Linked DNA regions of Arabidopsis thaliana: region 1 is linked to region 2. The links are chromatin contacts, called in public targeted proximity ligation maps. All regions are on one chromosome and are shown on one strand. The core of a region is the stretch at or near the end of the contact, and the rest is flanking DNA. Distances in the headings are between cores, read along the strand shown. Region 1 holds the start of AT4G18570 (Tetratricopeptide repeat (TPR)-like superfamily protein). Region 2 holds the start of AT4G18465 (RNA helicase family protein).

Region 1 (5,585 bases), core at 98-2,597, 34 kb before region 2:
TTCTCGAGTTTGTGGAGTCTCTTCGCATCAACGAGTGATAAAACTCAACCACTTCCGGTACTCTTCTCACTTTCGCCGACGCAATGCTTAAACTCTTCGGCGGCGGTGGTGGAGGAGGCGGAGGAGGAGCTTTGGAAACAGACGGAGGTGGTGGTGGTTGTTGAAGAAGCGGTGGCGGAGGTGGAGGAGGAGGAGGCGGAATCGATTTCTGCGGTGGCGGGTCTGCTCTGTTCTCCGTGGAATCACCTAACGAAATAGACCGTTTCGGCGGTGGTTTAGGGACTCTCGGAACTCTAGATCTGACGGTTGAGAGAGACGATGACTCAGTGAGTTCCTCCGAGTTACTACTCCGTGAATAACTCTCGATCTCGTCTTTCCGATAAATGTCGCCGTCGGCGTCTCCGGATGATGAAATGCTCTTGTTGGTATTCTCTTGATTCGTAATCGGTTCGGGTAAATTCCTCAACGACCCGACCCGTTTTAAACTTCTGATTAGGTTAGATTTCGCCGACACATCCATTAAACCCTGAAACCTCTGAGAAACAGAGAGCGCGTGGTCGTCACTCTCCGACGAAACAAGTTTCCGAAGCTCAACAATCTCCGCCTCCATTTCCTTCTCCCTCGTCTCACACTCTCTCCTCATTTCCTCGCTCCGGTCAAATTCTCGCCGTAATCTCTCGTTGTCCTCCGCTAATCTCGCCGTCTCTTTCCTAAGCTCATCGATTTCGCCGTTCTTATCAGCGATCTGCGATTCAAGCAACGGAATAACAGAAACAGATTCTCTAAGAAGCTTGACCTCGAGATTCTCTGTTTTCAACAGAGCTTCTCTCTCACGAAGCTCCTCGACTTGACGACGAAGCTCAGAAACGACGCCGTTATGAGAAGCAGCAGCAGCAGTGGCGTGAACTTGAGCGGAAGCGCGTGGGAAATAAACACCGAAAGAGCGAGTGAAACCCGGTTTACTAGGATTAATCGGTGGTTTAGTAGTAGCGGAACCGGAAGAAGGTGGTTTAAGTGGAGGAGGAGGAGGAGGAGGAAGAGGTAAAGGAGAAGGCATGTCTTTGGTTTTTTTAGTAGAAGGTGATTTGTGAAAACCCATTGTTACACGAACCTTACCAGCCACCATTGATGAGTGAATGATAAAAGCTCCACCAAGTTTCAGTTTTTTGATTGATTTTCAAAAATGACTTGAGAAGAAAGGAGAGATTTGCATGGAAATTAAAAGCATGTCGTTGTCCGTGCAGTTCTTGAGAGATAGAGAGAGAGAGAGAGAGTGATAGTGATGATTCAAAGTTTGGGCCTTTGGATTAAGAAGAAGATGAGACTACTTGAGAGAGTAATAAAAATATGAAAAGTTTGTAATGTTTTAAAAAATAAATAAAGAATTGGTTAAAAATGCTTTAAGCTTTTTTCGACCGTTGGAAAAATAATCCTACATTTAGCATATGAAATTGAAACTACACTGTGCTTTATTTTATTTTTAAGTACAGTGTTGAGAGAGTGTACACATATAACGAGGAACGTTCTTCTGTTCATTTTAGATTCAAATTTTAAAACCAAAGTAAAGAACACTTTAAGGCTTTGGAGTGCTTTGGTTCTTTTCTTTAGATTACCTTTGTCTTTGACAATTTCAGTTGTGTTCGGAAATGCTGACAATGGTTAGACCATAGAATCATATATAGAAAAATATGAAATCATGAGCAATTATAATTTTTGTTTTATTTTTCGTAAAAATGGCAATAACTCGATTCGAAGAAATTTGTAATAACTCGTTTCCAAAAAAAATGTATGGTAATAAACTGTTATGATAGCTGGGTGATAGAGTTATTGACGATAAGGTTTAAGAATGGTAAATAACAGCATTAGTGACATTAAAATTGTTTCAATGCTAGTTAAGCTGATTTAAATCCCACATTAAATTTGTAACTTTTAATTAGTACTCTTTCTGTTTCACAAAATAAATGACGTTTTCTATTTTAATGTTATTTTTCAAACAAAAATTATAATTTTCCCTTTATTCAAATTTAATAAACTTTGAATATAAGTCATTATCATTTCATTAATCATAGTGTTAGATAGGGGTTTATTTGTATGTTGAATTATTATTTTTATTAATTAGGGTGTATATATGTAATATGTAACATATGTCAAAATGACACTATTCGTAAACCTAATAATATGTTCTCCATCATTCTATATACGTATCATCATCAACTACAATTTGAACAATCTAATAGGTAATATCATAGATGTAGTACTCGAAGCCACTGCATTATAAAAAGTAGTAACGGTATGAGGTGCATTTTAAATTGTGAATATAAGTAACTAATAAGATGATCATTCGATGATTTGAAGATCATGAATTTTTGTTTGTGCGTGTGAAAATTATGATATTTTTAGTGTCACCGAAATTACTTCGAAATTAGTTCAAAAATGGCAATCTTTTAAAGATGTTAATCCCGTTATAAGACTTAAGCCAATAATGTAATAAAACTCGCACATCTAAAATTAAAGTTTGTTAGATACGTACATAAAATGTTAATTAATCAAGTGATATACATATGGACTAAGATATGTAGCCTAACAGTTTGTAATTGTATATGTTGTTTTACCATCAGTATTTAAACTCATAGAACAATTGGAAAGAGAAAGAGCTGTTTTGATGCTGACTTTTTCCCGCATTGCTTTCTCAGCACATCTCATCATGCATATTGCTTTCCCCCTTCTTTTGCGTGTTCATGTGTGTTAAACTTCTTGACGAAAAAAAGGTGTGTTAAACTTCTATTTGTGTTTTGATCAAACACAAATTAATTAACACATCTATTTATATAATAAAAATAAAAAAGTTTGACAAATGACACTACAACTCTCATTTAGTAATTGTAATTAAACTATAAAACAAATCGATGATGAAGTAGAATGACGTGAGATATTGATAATCTAATGAACCTTAATTACAATGCAACTTATTGATTGCAGTCATCATTGAAACTCGAATATGGGTCACTTTATTAAAATTTTGATTGTATTTTTTTTTGTCAACATAAAATGTTTTATTGTTAAATTTGTATTAGACAAAAAAAAAAATAGAAGGTATAAACGTATACGTGGTTTAGTCATTTAGAGGTTTCTTAGATTGATTTATTGAGGAAAAAAACTTAGCTAATTACTATGAAAGTGAAAGGAGAAATTAATGTTGAGCAGCGTCGAAGAAGGGGAAAGAACAGAGAATTGAAAAGAATGTCACATAACCTTGTGGGGGTGAATATATCTATTCATATGTGTGTATATATGTATATGTTTCAATTAATAAAACCCTTAATAATAATATTTTGAAGGTGGTCCTTTTACAAAAAATCAACATCTTGTCTCTTCTATAGTTTGCTGTAACATACAAAATATACACAAATTTATACACATTAACACATGTGTACACATACCTAACTATATCTTATACATAAAGATTGCTTTTCCGATTATGATCCCTTGTGACATGTTTTTGTTTTGAACTTGATTCCATCGTAATAGGGATTAGATTGGATCAGAAGATAAAAATCTAGCAAATTTACTATTTATTTTGTTAAACTTTTGGTCGGTACATTAAATAAGGTTCATTAGTTTTGAAGTTGGTGATGCTGACTTGTCTAGTAACAAAAATGTAATTAGACATATTAAGAGAATTGTTCCTATTTTGAGTATTGCATCTTTGTCTCTCAAAAAAGTGGGCTCTATTGAATTTGTTGGTTAGGTCATGAACACTTGTTGTATGTGTGAATTTATTAATAGGATTTGTGTTGGGGACTCTTAGCCATATTTGAGGTGTTAAAGGGAGCTTTCTCTTCCCACATGCTTTTGTTTTGTTTATTCTTCTAAGTTCTAAGCAGAACGATAAAATGAAATGGTATCCATATCTATCTATAAGCCATCAGTCATTAATGTACCAACCCTATTAATCTAATAGCCAAATCTTCATTTCAAGTTTTGGACTATACTTTTTAACTCTATTTTTGTTGTTGTTTGCTATAGATAAACGTTTAGCTTTTAAATATTTTATATATTAGTCATTTCGACAAACCCTATCGGTGAAGGTATTACACAATCTCTGTGTGCATCTACAGTTACACGTCTCTGTATGTGACCGTTCGTTTTTGTGGAGACAGTAGTGAAATGGAGCCTCGTGTAGCCACCATGCATTGGACTCAGGACCATTTTCACTAAAATGTTCATACTTTAACATTAGCAATTATTACGTACTGTTGTACATTTGGATTTCTGCAGCTGTACAATCATATGTACCATGTACAACAAATTATCAAAAATTTCACCGAATATTGTGGCGGTCAAATTGAGAATCATCTAATCTTTGTGTAAGAGAGGCGTATGAACAAGTACATGAGAAATTAGGCCTATATGGACGAAAGATGTACTCTTCAAGCCCATTTTGTAAAAAGGCCTATCTTCATGGTTTAGTTTGAACATAAAGGATTTAGTACCCAATAAAATATGTAAATCTGCAGATTAGTGTATCGAACAATTTATTATTTAATTTTACCCACTAATCCGCTATATTTAATCATCTAGATTTGTTTCACAGCTTTTATATGCATAACGTGATATAATAAATGCAGGGTTGTAATTAGTAGACCTCCATTGGTTACGAAGCGTCCACTACTAAGAAAATACTAATTAAAAACAAAATAATCTATATTTGTGATCTGAAAATGAAATCATGTAATGTATCAATATGTGGGTTTTATAGTTGGTAAACACATAAATGACATGACCGTCAATTTCGGAGCTATACCTGGCTCATTATCGACTATATTATCTGAGATAATGTTAAATTATTTGTATAAATTTTGTTGCAAATCACTTTTAATGGTTTTCTATAACAAAAACGAATATATGATATTATTCCAAAGAAGATAAAGCTGTATCGACCTATCCAAACATATAGTATTACGTTAGATAGCTTGCTCCACGTTTACAAGCAATTGACAATTACTCAATTAGTGACATGACCACACTATAATGCTTTCACGTAACATGATGATTCAATCTCATAGCAATATACATTAATGTTTTTATATGGACTATTTTTAAAGTACATATGCTCGATTCGTAATTTCATTCGAATTTTGACTTTACGGTTTAACAAAATATAGGAATAATCAAATTTAAAATAATCCTAGTTTGGTAAGGTTCGGTACAAAATTAGTTTCACTGTTGATTCCTTATAAAATATATCTTCAAATTTGAGTAAATTTGACATTGAACCGCTTTTAGGTTTGGTTAAACCATTTGCAGCATGGCAAAAAGTGAAAAAAAGATTACAAGAAGAGAAAGGAATCGTTTGTACTGTGTATGTTGATGCAAAGGTGAGCTATTGCTTTCCTTAAACGTTAAAAGAACATCTTTTCGGATCAATTAAGAAACTTTATCAAATAAAAAATACTTTATATTTTAATACCATATCGAGAACGATACTTCCTCTGCAACACGCCTACAATACGCCAACGAATATTTATATCATCAAACCACTCTATTGTTTTCATTTTTCAACAAAATTCATCTTTAATTTTTCG
Region 2 (5,137 bases), core at 1,714-4,213:
CAGTAGAAACAAGATTCGACCTCTGCATCTCCGGTATGCCTTCTCCAGGCATTTGGTTGAGAAAATAATCTTCGGTGTAAAGCCTAGTTACCATAAAAATATCAGGAAGAGGATTAATGAGCACTAAACAACTATATCAGACGAAATTCTGTACTTTAATAAACGGATTGAGAGTTACCTGTAACACTTCCCAGGCCGAACTCGCCCAGCCCTACCAGACCTTTGCCTTGCAGATGCTTTTGATATTGGAGCCACCACAAGACTTTCGATATCTGAAATCTGTGAGGGTAAGAAATGTAAGTTGCTTTAGAAATGTCCAACATATTACAAAAGATGGAACTAAAAATATATAAACAAAAGAAATGGAGATGGACTTACTGGGTTATAGAACTTCTGCTTCGAGAAACCACTATCAATCACATAGACAACGCCCTGAATAAAGAAACGACACAGAAAGTTACTCTCAATGATGTATCAGCAATATCTGTATGAGAAATACATCTGTTCGTTCCATGGGATTTTGCAACAAAAAGACAGTAAAGAAGAATCCTTGCCTCTAGAGTCAATGAAGTTTCTGCAATATTTGTTGATAGTATAACTTTTCTCTTTCCTCTGGGAGTTGGAGTAAAGATCAATTCCTAATATAAAAAAGGAGAAAACAACATTTCGCCGTTTCAGTTATTCAAATACTCTCAAAAGTATGGTTTAGATTGTCTAGAGCCTTGCAACAAAATTAACCTGTTCTGATCGAGAAAGTCCTGAATATAATGGAAGAGGTAGCAGTCCTGAAAAAGATATGAATTGCATTATGGTGCTTAAAAACTGAAGGCAAATGCTAAAGTTGATCGACATGATCTTATTTATGTGTATATATTATACCTGAAGAATTCTTTTGATTGCTATGAGCTTCTTCTTCAAGAAGTTTAATAGCAGTTTCAATATCCTCTTGACCAGTAAGAAATACAAGAACATCCCCAGGTGGCTCCTGAACATAAGAAGAGACAATTTAAATACAAGAACATACCTGGAAAATAATATACTAAGTTTGAACACATTGAATGGTTATAAGAACATCAACTTAAAGTACCCGTTCATTAATCAACAGTATCGTTGAAACAACTGATCGGATATAATCTGATACAGGCTCCTCGACATAGTGAATTTTCACACTGAAGCCTCTGCCCTAAGAAATTTTGACCAAGAAAACAAAAATATTTAAATATCACATAGGAAAATAGGTTATCAGAGAATGATCTTACGCAAGAGAGTCACAATATACCTCAACAGATAAGATTGCAGGTTCCAACTTTGGTCCAGGGGTACTACCTTCTGGCGCATGGCGTTTTTTGCTACATAATTTAACATAATGTATAAGATTATATCGTACTAGTGATTCCAAGAGCCCTAAACTTCAGGAAAAAGAACTATAACCATTCGGTAAGATCAGAACCTGGAATTGAAGAAATTGGACATGGTTTTTGCTTCGATTGTGGCTGAAGATATAATCAGGCGTAGCTCAGGACGACGACGTTGTATCTGAAAATCAATAATAAATAGATGTTGCTGAAAGTACACTAACAATTAAGACTGTGTTTGACTGAGATACCTTTTTTAAGAGACCGAGTAAAATGTCAGTTGAAATAGATCTCTCATGAGCTTCATCTATCATAATAACACTGCACAATGACAAATAAGAAAAGGTTTTACCAACACGATTTACTCATAATCTGAACAGATTATACAGTGCAACAAAATCATTACCTATACTTTGTCAAGAGGGGATCCTCCATCATCTCTCGAATTAGTACCCCATCTGTGAGAAATTTTACACTAGTCACACCCTGTTGTAACCAAGCAAAAGATCTTGTAAGCATCATCAGAATACTCCATACATAAGAAAAAGTAGAAGAGCGTTAAGGAAAGAGTCTGACGGAAGTTGTATGATCTTCAAATCGAATAGTGTAGCCAACTTCCTCCCCAAGATTCACTCCCATTTCCTCGGCCACTCTCGCAGAAACCGCCTAAGCAAATTACAAAACAAAGCATATATGTGATCAAATATAAAAACTTGAGCTGAGATATCACTCTTCAAAGTTCAAACTTGAGTTGTAAGATTTTGTTTAGGGAGAGAAAACAAACCTGGACAGCTAAACGTCTTGGCTGTGTGCAAGCAATAACTCGGCCTCCTTCAGCCCACCCAGCTTCTTTCAGGTACTACAAAATATAATAAACAAAGCTATTGAGCTAAACAAGAAGACCTTGCTATTGATCGAATTGTAGTTTTCTCCAATTCTCCAACTTCCCCAACAGCTATTGAGCTAAATATTGCATGATTTTGCAAGATTTTGAGTAACTTTTATGCCTCTCTCTAGCTACATTGCAAATATATCAGCAAGTTACTATCACAATCCAAATTCGCAAGTCGCAACCTTTGACTCCTATCAAAATTTGCCTACTGGTCTAAGAACCTTGAAATTAGCAAAGCTAGGTGCTTTCCCCAAAAATATTAACGAAGAGCAAAGAATGAAGAAGAAACCTGAGGAATCTGAGTAGTTTTACCACTACCCGTCTCGCCAACGATAATGGTGGTAGCGTGATTCTCCACCAAATACAGAATCTCAGTTCTGTACTTGTACACTGGCAATCTCTGTCTTTGCTTCTCTATATTCGCATACCCATAGCTACAATTTCGACTAAGTTACAATAACAATCATCTGCTGAACAAGTAAGATCAAAGAGAAAGAGAAATTAGCATACCTAGAAGAAGAAGAGGATGCGAGATTGTTGGACATGAACACTATGCCTCCTTCTCCATCCTCTTCGAAACGAGGTTTCTCGGTCCCTGGTTTCCAAAACGCCATCTTTTCTTCGCCCAAGAGCTTTGCCTTCTTCAGTTATTTCAGTTTATGAGAAGGCTTTTTCTCTCTTATGTGCTTTTCGTTGTTAACGCCGATGGCGACACGGTTGCCGGCGATTAACAGGTTCGGGTCTAAATTTTAGGCATTTGGTTTAAATGATTTCGGTTCAATTTAAAAAAATCAATTTGGTTCGGTTTGATATCGGTTATATGTTCACCATTCCTTGGGATTATTTAATAATTAAAAGAAAATGTATCGTCTTGCTTCTTCTTCCCACACTACTCCACCACTCCATAACAAGCTCTCACCTTTTCTCCTCCGCCGTAATCTACGCCACCAAAGTCAACGACTTCACCGTCGGAATTGTCAGATCAGAGCAATGAGAGCTGTAATCCAAAGAGTCTCATCTTCCTCTGTTACGGTGGATGGTCGAATCGTATCGGAGATTGGTCCTGGTCTCTTGGTACTAATTGGAATCCATGAATCAGATACCGAGTCTGACGCTGATTACATGTATGCTTGTACAAAATGATGAATGCTTCCATTTAAATTTTCATTATAAAGTTTGCAGATTCTGAAGTTGAAACATGTTTATAGATGTCGAAAAGTTTTAAACATGAGATTATTCTCTAATGAAACCACTGGCAAAGGATGGGACCAAAATGTAAGTTTTGTTTCAATGAATTTGTTTTTCAAGTTATTTGAAAAAATGGAAATTTTGATGCTGTTTGTTGCAGGTAATGCAGAGGAATTATGGAGTTTTACTTGGTAATGATGCATCTCTTTATTATTCATATACCATTTGATTAGAGAAAGGTTTAGCTTGTGGTTTATGTACTGAGGTTTGTTTTCTTTGCTTGCCCTGGTCTTTGGATCATGTGTGTTAATACAGTTAGTCAATTCACATTATACGGATTCTTGAAAGGTAACAAACCAGATTTTCATGTCGCAATGCCACCTGATAAAGCGAAACCTTTTTACGCCTCTTTAGTTGAGAAATTCCAGAAAGCATATAATCCTGATGCTGTCAAAGGTCAAAACACACTCTCATTGATCTTTTCTTAATCAAAACTTCTCATTTTCTCTAGTCTTCTTGACTAAATTGGTTCTCTTTTTTAAAATACAGATGGTGTGTTTGGAGCTATGATGCAGGTAAGGAGATAACTCCTTTCAATAGCAAGGTTTGATTAGTATCTTGTGTGATTAAAACATGTTCTCTAATCATATTCAAAGGTCAATCTTGTAAACGATGGTCCGGTCACGATGCAGCTCGACTCACCTCAATCCACCAAGTAAGCCAAGATTGTTTTGCATAAACTTATCAGGCATGGATTTGTTACTAAAGCAAGTCTTGATATGTTCCATAAGTGAGAAAAAGGCATCAACAGAATCATAAGATCACTCATTTTGTATTGGCAAAACTATAGAATATATAAATTCATAATTCATTGATCTGTAACTCTTAATTCCTACATTACATTGTAACTTCTTTGCTTCTAATCCAATTGAAGTCTCTAGATTTGTTAAAATCTTGATTCCTAGATGCTTTAAGCTTTTGCCTTGAGTACCATTCCTGCAGTAAACAACACTTCTTTCCCAAACGGTAGAATCTCGATTTTCCTATAACAACCATTAAACTTTCGGTTGGACAAAGGAAAGCGGTATAGTATCTCGATTGCACAAAGAGAAAAAAAACTGAGAGTGAAAGAAACTGCAGCTTACTGATCTACTCGCTTTAGACTAGTAAATGCAGAGATGATACTACTGCATATCTCTGAAATAGAGTCTCCTTCGTGAGGGTCAGAGAATGTAAGCCGAGCCTGACGAATAGTTAAATACATTAGGAGGCCAAAAAAAGCTCTGAGAACGTGAAAGAAGAAACAAAGGTATTATTGTGTTACCAGAAAGGCATGGCCGATGAGGATCTGAACAATGTCAGGTCCTATCTTTTTAGTGATGTTCTTTGGATTTGTGCCATTTGAAAACGTCTTCAAGATCCCATTTAGTGTTTTCGAATCCTCTGCTTGAGGAACAGTTGTTCTTCGGGTACGTACAACAGGCTACAACATGAAAGAAATTTGGTCAGAGAGAGAAATCAGAGAAATAACTATATATTGTACATCATTTGTTGGAGAAGATAATCAGAGAGCGAGAGATCAGAGAATTAACAACAAACCTTAGGAATGTATTTAGTAAGGTATTGGAGAACAATCTCTAGCTTCCATTTAGGATCATCGAAAACCTGATTAAGAAATTTTCACTCAAGAACCACAGAGAGA

What was found.
Region 1: a targeted proximity ligation map of shoot shows a contact between it and region 2, with 10 read pairs. A contact is called at or near these places in 2 of 26 Hi-C or Micro-C datasets (root and seedling) and 1 of 2 datasets of targeted methods (shoot).

What each region holds. Positions count from the first base shown.
Region 1 is chr4:10,226,980-10,232,564 of TAIR10.1, reverse strand. It overlaps AT4G18570 (Tetratricopeptide repeat (TPR)-like superfamily protein), which reads right to left and starts at 1,347. Exons shown (of 6, transcript NM_117970.3): 1 at 1-1,347. The coding sequence starts at 1,126. It overlaps DSEL (alpha/beta-Hydrolases superfamily protein), which reads left to right and starts at 5,425. Exons shown (of 4, transcript NM_001341292.1): 1 at 5,425-5,585. AT4G06825 (a long non-coding RNA gene) reads right to left here and starts at 4,428. Exons shown (of 1, transcript NR_142041.1): 1 at 4,080-4,428.
Region 2 is chr4:10,194,780-10,199,916 of TAIR10.1, reverse strand. AT4G18465 (RNA helicase family protein) reads right to left here and starts at 2,963. Exons shown (of 23, transcript NM_117961.3): 1 at 2,758-2,963; 2 at 2,537-2,681; 3 at 2,140-2,214; 4 at 1,932-2,021; 5 at 1,762-1,841; 6 at 1,607-1,676; 7 at 1,451-1,536; 8 at 1,280-1,349; 9 at 1,088-1,183; 10 at 880-985; 11 at 739-785; 12 at 555-638; 13 at 379-432; 14 at 179-279; 1 more. The coding sequence starts at 2,861. AT4G18460 (D-Tyr-tRNA(Tyr) deacylase family protein) reads left to right here and starts at 3,118. Exons shown (of 6, transcript NM_117960.4): 1 at 3,118-3,371; 2 at 3,456-3,522; 3 at 3,596-3,626; 4 at 3,751-3,891; 5 at 3,985-4,010; 6 at 4,092-4,380. The coding sequence starts at 3,238. The coding sequence ends at 4,154. SNI1 (negative regulator of systemic acquired resistance (SNI1)) reads right to left here. Exons shown (of 15, transcript NM_117959.1): 12 at 5,035-5,100; 13 at 4,760-4,918; 14 at 4,581-4,678; 15 at 4,255-4,478. The coding sequence ends at 4,406.